2 separate regions of the Canis lupus genome follow, and region 2 is linked to region 1. A link is a contact called in public Hi-C data. All regions are on one chromosome and are shown on one strand. The core of a region is the stretch at or near the end of the contact, and the rest is flanking DNA. Distances in the headings are between cores, read along the strand shown. Region 1 has its middle 77 kb from the start of ZNF81. Region 2 has its middle 74 kb from the start of ZNF81.

Region 1 (4,530 bases), core at 1,308-3,807:
TATTAACAGACTGAAATTTTTGTAAAGTGAATGGGTATAAAATGTCATCTTATCATGTCTTGATTTCTATTTCCCTGATCGTTCATGACTTTGAACTTCTCATATGCTTATTGGCTCTATCTTTCCTTCTCTGAAATGGTCTAACAGACCTATTATTTTTTAATATAACTGTAGTACTATTAGGATGATCAACAACATGGACAATGATTCTTGGAACTCTATATAGAGGTATGCCAGACATGTTACCACTGATTCAATTCCTTCTTTGTTTATTCATTCAATAAACTATCAGACCAGGGATATATATGTAGAAAGAGAATTTGGAATGATTAGAGTCCAACCCCCTAAGATAGCAAAAATTAGCTCAGACTATAAAAATCTGCCCTGCTGGGCAGCCCCGGTAGCCCGGCGGTTTGGCGCTGCCTTCAGCCCAGGGCGTGATCCTGGGGAACTAGGATCGAGTCCCACATCAGGCTCCCTGCATGGAGCCTGCTTCTCCCTCTGCCTGTGTCTCTGCCTCTCTTTCTCTCTCTCTGTGTGTCTGTCATGAATAAATAAATAAAATCTTAAAAAAAAATCTGCCCTGCCATTCAACAGGCTGGGAGAATAATCACAGATAAACTAAGATGCAAAGTTAACAGGAAACATTTCTCCCAAGGACGTCCTGCAGCTGTAATGCCATAAAGAACTCTACTATGAGTGACTATTGCTTTCTTAGTCACTGGGAAACTTCCATCTCTACAATCACAGACTATCAGAAAGCTGCCATTTGAAACGGTATCAGTATGAATGAAACATCCTGCTCCCACTGGAGACTCTAAGTCACTTAGACACGAAGAAGCAGCCAGGATTTCCAACTCTGACCAGAGATAAGGAGTATCTAGACACGACATTTTACATCCATCTTAGCTTTATTGCTTTCAGGAAAACAGGACTCCGTTCACTTTGGGGTTCACATACAGCCCTGTTTTGCTTTAAGGTTACCAAAACACTGCTTCATTTCTATCTCATCTAAACTTCACCATTCCTCAAAATCCTGTAACTCTACCTTTTCCTTTGTTTAGTAAGATACTCTATAGTTCCTCTGGTGTGTGGTCTCCCTCATTGATTGATAGATCAGTCAGACTACAAATTAGTCCCAGATGGTCTTAGGCTGAGTAGGACACCCTTACATTCCAGATTGTTAAACTGAGCCCCAGAGGGTAGGTGACTGGACTGCATCCAGCCTGTGTCAGGCCCCCTCAAAATACCTTCCTCATCCGAGGATCCAGAAAAGCCTTCAGAGGGTACAGAGCCTTTGACCTCTGTCAGGAGGATTCCCTGGAGGAGGAGATACTTGAACTTGGTTTTTTTTTAAGATTTATTTATTTATGATAGACATAGAGAGAGAGAGGCGCAGAGACACAGGAGGAGGGAGAAGCAGGCTCCATGCCGGGAGCCCGACGTGGGACTCGATCCCGGGACTTCAGGATCGTGCCCTGGGCCAAAGGCAGGCACCAAACCGCTGAGCCACCCAGGGATCCTCTGAACTTGGGTTTTGAAGGAAAAGTAGGCATTCCCAGCTAAAGGGCAACAGGACTTCCCTTTCTGCCCCGCTGACATCTCCTAGAAGGATATGAGCATCTCCAGAATTTCCCTATTAGAAGTAATGCTAAGGGGATCCCTGGGTGGCGCAGCGGTTTAGCGCCTGCCTTTGGCCCAGGGCGCGATCCTGGAGACCCGGGATCAAATCCCACATCGGGCTCCCGGTGCATGGAGCATGCTCCTCCCTCTGCCTGGGTCTCTGCCTCTCTCTCTCTCTCTCTGACTATCATAAATAAATAAAAATTAAAAAAAAAAAAAGAAGCAATGTTAGGGGCAGCAAACGGGTTGAAGGGCAGAATCAGTCTTATGTTAAAGCTACATTTTCAAAGGGCATTATCACTGTGCAGATTTTATTTTATATGGAAATAAAAATAATAGTGTCCTACAGTTTTATTGACATATTGCTTTAGATTAAGGAAAACCAAAAAGTATTATTGGTACATATTTTATCTGAGGTCGCTGGAGTGGGAGATAATGTAGACTATGGGAGCATTCAGATCCCACGCAGCCAACCCCTACAAGAACAACAGAAGAGTATCTGACACTGACTTCTCCCCCTTTTTCCCTCAGGGCTATATCCCAAGGAGACTTGCACACCCCCAATTTCTTCCCCTTCTTGGCTCGTGGTATGTTCCAGGAGAGGACTGTAAACCAGTCTGACTTCTCCCCCCCACCACCTTCTCATCCTGTGGTATCTGCCGGGAGAGAACAGCCAAGGGCACCTCTGCGCCTTGTCAGAAGCCCTTTAGCTTCTCTGAACATTATTACACAAATCCAGAGTATAGGTCCAAAGACCCCTCCTCCAGGAAGCCCGCCCCAAAGAACGTCGCCACCCACGCTCCCCGCCACGGAGACAGCTCCGCGGCTCTGCTCTGTGAGTCTAGAGGCTTCTTTACCCTTGGTACGGAACAGTTACTCCCCCAACATGGCGCACCCGACGGGGAAGCGCGACACGGGCGCGGCCATGTTCCCCTCCTGACGACGCGGCTGTAGGGCACCGAACGCCTCGAAGCACCGATTCCGTAACACCCCCATGTTGACTCTGGGCTGAGAGCGGCTTCGAATGTGGTTTTGCGCGTGTGCAGGGCCACGCCCCCTTCGTCCGTCGCCCCAAACCCTCAGAAGGGGCAGTGCTAGGGGTGGTGACCGGAAGCGGCTACGGTTCTCAGCAGTGTTTAATAGTTGTCAGGAGGATCTCAGTGCTCTGCGTCCGAGGGATGTGGAAGCGATGGGGCCCGGGGAGCGTGAGTGTTGGGGCATTCTGTGTGGTCAGTGGTGGAATCGGTTGTCTAACAGTTGGATGATTCGATCATTGTTTTGCAGGCTTTCCTCTTCTCTCGACGTTAAAGTCCTGAAGTTCACTCTAAAGACCCAGAGGTTCGGTGCATTATGTTCTAAGTGTTCCCTGAGAGTTGATTTTTCTTCTGCCCACAGGTTATTTAGAAGTGCGTTTTTAGTTTCCAAAAGTTTATCTTTTTAATAGATTTCTAGCTTTAGTTTTCTGTGGTCAGAAAAATGTCTATGAAGCTCATTTCTTGAAACAGGAGGAGACTCATGGCCTAGGCCGTGGTGAATTTTTATAAATGTTCCTTCTTTTAATAAAAAAATATATTTAGTTTAGTTGTCAACTGTGTCATACAAAATTTGTACTCTTTGGTGTCCTTGTCTCCCGTTACTGAGAGAGGAGAGAGAAATTCTCCCGTGTGTTGGTGATTGTTCCATTTCTCCTTCCTGCTGTCCATGGTGCATTTTGAGTTCAGGATTGTATATAGAGTGAGACTTAGACTGAAACTCATCTATTTGAATGTCAAGCACCATTTGTTGAAGACGATCCTTCCTTCCTTGACTTGTTTTGCACCTTTGTGAAAAATAAATTGGCCATACTTGTGTAGGGCTATTTTTAGGTTCTTTATTCTGTTCCTTTGATCTATGTGTCTATCTAGTTTTATCATGAATGGGTATTGAAATTTGTCAATACTGTATGAATTTACATGATCTTGTGATTTTTCTTCTGTAGCCTGTTAATATGGGAGAATGCACTGATTGAATTCTGAATGTTGAACCAGCCTTACATTCCTGGAATAAACCTCACTTGGTTGTGCTGTGTAATTCTTTTTATATGTTGCAGGAATTGATGAACTAATGCTTTTTTTTTGAGGATTTTCTGCAACTCGGTATATGAAAGACATTAGTCTACAGTTTTAGTTTTTTGTACTGTCTTTGTCTGGTTTTAGTGTTAGGATAATACTGGCCTCATAGAATGAGGTGGAAAATAATCTCTCCTTTTGTATTTTCTGGAAGAGATTATGTAGAATTATGTTAATTTTCCTCTAACTGTTTGATAGAATCCTCCAGTGAAACCATCTGAGCCTGGACATTCCCTTTTGGAAGCTTTTTGATTATGGCTTCAACATCTGTAGTAGTTATGTGACTTCAGGTTATCTATTTTTTTTTTTTTCAGAGTATCTACTTAATAATGAGTGACTTGTGGGAATTTGTGTTTTTTGAAGAATTGGACAATTTCATCCAAGCTTTTGAATTTATGCACATTTGTTGTGGTATTCCCTTACTTTACTTCTAATGGCTGCAGCATCTTTAGTTATACCTTGTGTTTCAGTTCTGATATTGGTAATTTGTATCTTCATCAGTCTTGCTAGAGGATTACCAATTTTATAAATATTTTCAAAGGACCAGCTTTTGGTTTCAGTTATTGTTCTGTATTGTTTTTCTGTTTTCATTTCTTTCTTTTTTTATGTATTTACATATATATTTTGTCTCAACTATTTTTGTTTCAGGTGTACAATAGAGTGATTCAACAATTTGGTAAGTGTTTTCAATTTCATTGATTTATGCTCTTATATATTTATTACTTCTTTCCTTCTGCTTGCTTTGGGTTTACTTTGTTCTTTTTCTAATTTCTTGAGATGGGAGCTTAAATGATTGATT
Region 2 (4,486 bases), core at 1,850-4,349, 150 kb after region 1:
ACAGCTATCCTCAAACCTCTCCCAACTCTCAGGTATATAATCAGCCACCCCTCACAGGCCCAGGGCAGCAGCTTTTCCTGCCCATGGGACCTGTCCTCGTGCTTTAATAAAACCACCATTTTGCACCAAAGATGTCTCAAGAATTCTTTCTTGGTCGTTGGCTCCGGACCTCACCTCTATTCCAAAACTTCATCAAGAATGTGTAGTCCACTTGTAAGTCAGGAGCCACGTTTACCCAAGTTACACGAAAAGAGCAGATCCCACTTCTAATCAGAAGAGCTTACAGAATCAGATGTTGGGGTGCTAGCAAAAACACCAAATGTATTGATTTGCTTGTTTGTTTCTCTTATATTTTTAGTAATGTTAAAGATACCAGAGAGTCTGTTGGAATGGAGGTACAACATTCTTCCACCCTGATGATGTTTGGAGTTGTGGGCTCTGGAGCCTATGGCCAAGAAAGAGTTCTTGAGACATCTTTGGTGGAAAAAGGTGGTTTTATTAAAACTCAGGGACAGGACCCATGGGTGCAAAGAGCTGCACTGGGGTTGTGAGGAATGGCTGATTATATAAGATTTTCTGTCCTATGGAGGGGAGGGTGATGTTGGGAGTCCAGGAAATCGAGTTTATAGGTTTTCTGAAGATTGCTTTCATCTTATCAATCATTAAGACAGTTGCAAACTCATGGAATCATGCAGGCAGGACTGTGATCCTATCAGTTAACTATTTGTTTTTCCCTTTCTTTTGTTCTAGTGCAGCTAGGAACAAAAAGGAATGCCGAGGAATGTCACACACATCCCTCCTGGGGCAGGAAGTGGGCGGGGGCAGGGAGGTGTTAGCTTGTGCTTTGTCCTCAGCTTGCCTTCTGCTCCCTCATCAATACCAACAAATGGACTGATGCTCCATGTTCATGGTTTGGAAGAAAAAAAAATTTTTTTAAGATTTTATTTATTTATTCATAGAGACACAGAGAGAGAATGAGGAGCAGAGACACAGGCAGAGGGAGAAGCAGGCTCCATGCAGGCTCCATGCAGAGAGCCGGACGTGGGACTCGATCCAAGGTCTCCAAGATCACACCCTGGGCTGCAGGCGGCGCTAAACCGCTGTGCCACCGGGGATGCCCTGGAAGAAAAAATTTTGTTAAAATGTCTATACTACACAAAGCAATCTACAGATTTAATGTAATTTCTATCAAAATAACCAACAGCATTTTTCACAGAACTATAACAAATAATACTAAAATTTGTAGGATATTTACATTTAATGTAATTGTTAGGATTTACGTCCTATAGCTTATTACTTTTCTGATTGTTTCCTCTATTTTTGTTTTTTTCTGACTCCTTTTTAAATTATTTGAATATTTCCAGCATTCCAATTTGCCTAGTAAATTTTTGACTATATCCCTTTTAATGTATATTTTAACGGTATTGCTATGAATTTAAATATATATTAGCTTTTCACAGACTGATTGGAATTCATATTTTAAAACTTCATGCGGGGGATCCCTGGGTGGCGCAGCGGTTTAGCGCCTGCCTTTGGCCCAGGGCGCGATCCTGGAGACCCGGGATCGAATCCCACGTCGGGCTCTTGGTGCGTTGAGCCTGCTTCTCCCTCTGCCTATGTCTGTCTGTCTCTCTCTCTCTGTGACTATCATAAATAAATAAAAATTAAAAAAAAAACTTCATGCGGAATGTAGAAAGCCCCCTTTATGTTACTATTGCTGTTTTATATCTATGTGTCATTTATCAATTTATTGCCTCTTTGCTGTGAGCACTCTTCAATATATACTTTATGATAAACAACCAACTTCCTATAAGCATTTCTTCTTTTTTTTAAGATTTTATTTACTTATTCATGAGAGAGACACAGAGAGGCAGAGACCCAGGCAGAGGGAGAAGCAGGCCCCATGCAGGGACCCCGACATGGGACTCGATCCCGGGTCTCCAGGATCAGGCCCTGGGCTGAAGGCGGCGCTAAACCGCTGAGCCACCCGGGCTGCCCAAACATTTCTTCTTTGAAGTGAGCATAAGGTTAAGATTTCTCAGTAGAGGTCACTCACTGAAAGGACATGACAGGAGGAAGATGCTTCCTACAGTTTCTGGTGTAGGGGAAAGGAGTCTTCCCTGTGGATTTTAAGGACATCCATCCTGCCTGAGTCACAGGCCCAGAGCACTATCTCACTGTGACTTGGCAGCCTCAGCCTGGCAAAAGCCAGACCACAGCCCTTTGGATACAGATCTGGTACTCTGAAAACCCCCACCCTGGACCCTGTAAAACCCACGTGTGGCACAAGGGACCACAAAGAGTAGCTCATGTGTATGCCAGTTCCCCTTCTGCACATAACACATGTGCTCTGAAGGCCTTTTGCCCCCGTTGACACCTGTTGTGATGTGGGCCAGAAGTGGCAGTCAAGGAAGAATCCTTAAGACATTTTCGGTGCAAAAAGGTGGGGTTTTTAAATTTAAAAAAATTTTTATTTACTTACTTGAGAGACACAGTGAGAGAGAGAGAGACCATGAGTGGGGTGAGGGGCAGAGGGATAAACAGACTCCCACTGACCCCAGACCCACCAGGCTATTTTCACCTATTACTGGGGACTTTCAACTGCTAAGATGCCCCTGCCATTACATACATAAGGGTGCATCCAGGTCCCCATCCCTCACATAGCCGTTTCACCCCTGCCTGGGATTAACCTGTGCCTCCCGCCTCACCATCGTTTGCAATCCCCTGATGCCTGTCCCGCTGCCGAGTACGCTCCCCATAGGTTTCCCACTAGACCTGTCCCACTCGGACAGTAATCTAGAGTCCTCCGCCCGGCCGTCCGATTCTATACAGCACAGCCCTTCTCCTCTCCCCATTGCTCAGTTTGGTTCCACTGAGGTTCACGCCATCCGTGGGGAGGTGGTAAAGACAGTGCTCGCGGGGACTGCAGCAGCGGGAGTCCCAGGTGCGAGTCTATTCCAGGAACTAGAAAGGCTACAACCTGGGCGGCCTTTCCACGCAGAGGGCGAGGCAAGCTCCGTGATCAAAAGTTGGGCGAAACCGGTGTGGTGTTCTACATGAAGGGCGGGGTGAGCGGGACGTTTTGCGTGAAGGGCGGAATGTGTGGCGTGATCTACGTTGTGGGCCAGGCTATGGACAGGTCTACGTGGTGGGTGGGGTTTGAGGGCGTTCTACGTGTGGGCGGAGCGAGCGGGACGTTCTACGTGAAGGGCGGGACGGTCAGTGTGCTGGGAGGAGCATGTGAGGACGTTCTAAGGGTGGGCGGGCGTGTGGAGCGCTCTACGTGATGGGCGGGACAGGGATATACGTAGGGGGCGGGGTGTGGGGGCGTTCTACGGGCAGGCGGAGCGAGCAGGACGTTCTACGTGTTGGGCGGGGCCAGAGGGTGCGCTCTAACGGTGGGAGGGACTGTGACGTCATTCTACGCGTGGGCAGAACGAGTGGCGTGCTCTACGTGGGGGGCGGGACAAGTGGGTGGTTCTACGTAGGGGGTGGGATGTGAGGGGTGTCCTACGGGCAGGCGGAGCGAGCGGGACGCTCTACGTGTTGGGCGGGGCACGGGGGCGGTCTAACGTAGTGGGCGGGGTTAGACGTCTTGCTACGTGTGTGCGGAGGGAGTGGCGCGCTCTTACGTGTGGGCGGGACATGTGGGTTCTACGTGAAGGGCGTTCTACGTGGGGCAGGGTAAGCGCAGAGGTCTAACGTGGTGGGCGGGATATGTGGGCGGCTCTACGTAGAAGGCGGGGCGTGTGGGGCGGTCTAATGTAAGGGCAGGGCAGGTGAGGGCGTTCTATGTGTGGGCGGGGCGAGTGCCGCGCTCTACGTGGTGGGCAGGACCTGTGGGTCTTTCCACGTGAGGGTGGGGTTTGGGACGTTCTACGTGAGGGCGTGGCGAGTGGGGCGGTCTAACGTGGCGGGCGGTGCACGGGCGCACTCTTGCGTGATGGGCGGGGCACGTGGGGCGTTCTCTATGGGGCGGGGTGTGCAGGACGTGGGGGGCGGGGCGTCAAGTAAGGGGTGGGGAGTCCAGGGGCATTCTAACGAAAGCGGGGCGTCCCTAGGCGCCCCACACGCCCTGCCCACTAGGGTTTCTCGCAGCCCACTGGATGGGGCTTCCAGAGCAAGGGCTTCCTTGCGCTTCCTTGTGGGCGTTGTCTTTCGGGGCGAGAGCTGCGCCCACTAGCGGGGTGGCTGCGGCGTTACCTAACATTTAGGAGCTGGAGCTGTGGCCCGACCGAGTCTCTGAAGATTGTGGTTTCTGTAAACTTGGCCACTGTGTTTTTGTTTTCTTTTCCTATCCGCGTGCCTCAGTTTCTTCAATTACAACTTTGAAATGAAGATGGTAGTAATAGCTAACTCGTGACTGGTGCGGAGCGTCCTGAGCTAGGCTGTGAGCGTACCCTGGGTGGCGCAGCGGTTTGGCGCCTGCCTTTGGCCCAGGGCGCGATCCTGGAGACCCAGGATCGAATCCCACGTCGGGCTCCCT

Evidence for each region. A called contact is a pair of places that touch in the nucleus more often than the background predicts.
Region 2: a contact with region 1 is called in a Hi-C map of blood, with 2.4 times the contacts expected there. The contact joins two enhancer-like sites. A contact is called at or near these places in 2 of 9 Hi-C or Micro-C datasets (amygdala and blood).

What each region holds. Positions count from the first base shown.
Region 1 is chrX:41,558,009-41,562,538 of UU_Cfam_GSD_1.0, forward strand. No RefSeq gene overlaps it. Among named protein-coding and RNA genes, the nearest start is that of ZNF81, 77 kb to the right of the region's middle. Within about 2 kb of position 2,558, at least 15 of the 20 cell types and tissues checked have an H3K27ac peak or open chromatin away from gene starts, as enhancers often do. A contact at or near this core is called in blood, where this site is marked.
Region 2 is chrX:41,709,707-41,714,192 of UU_Cfam_GSD_1.0, forward strand. No RefSeq gene overlaps it. Among named protein-coding and RNA genes, the nearest start is that of ZNF81, 74 kb to the left of the region's middle. Within about 2 kb of position 3,100, at least 16 of the 20 cell types and tissues checked have an H3K27ac peak or open chromatin away from gene starts, as enhancers often do. A contact at or near this core is called in blood, where this site is marked.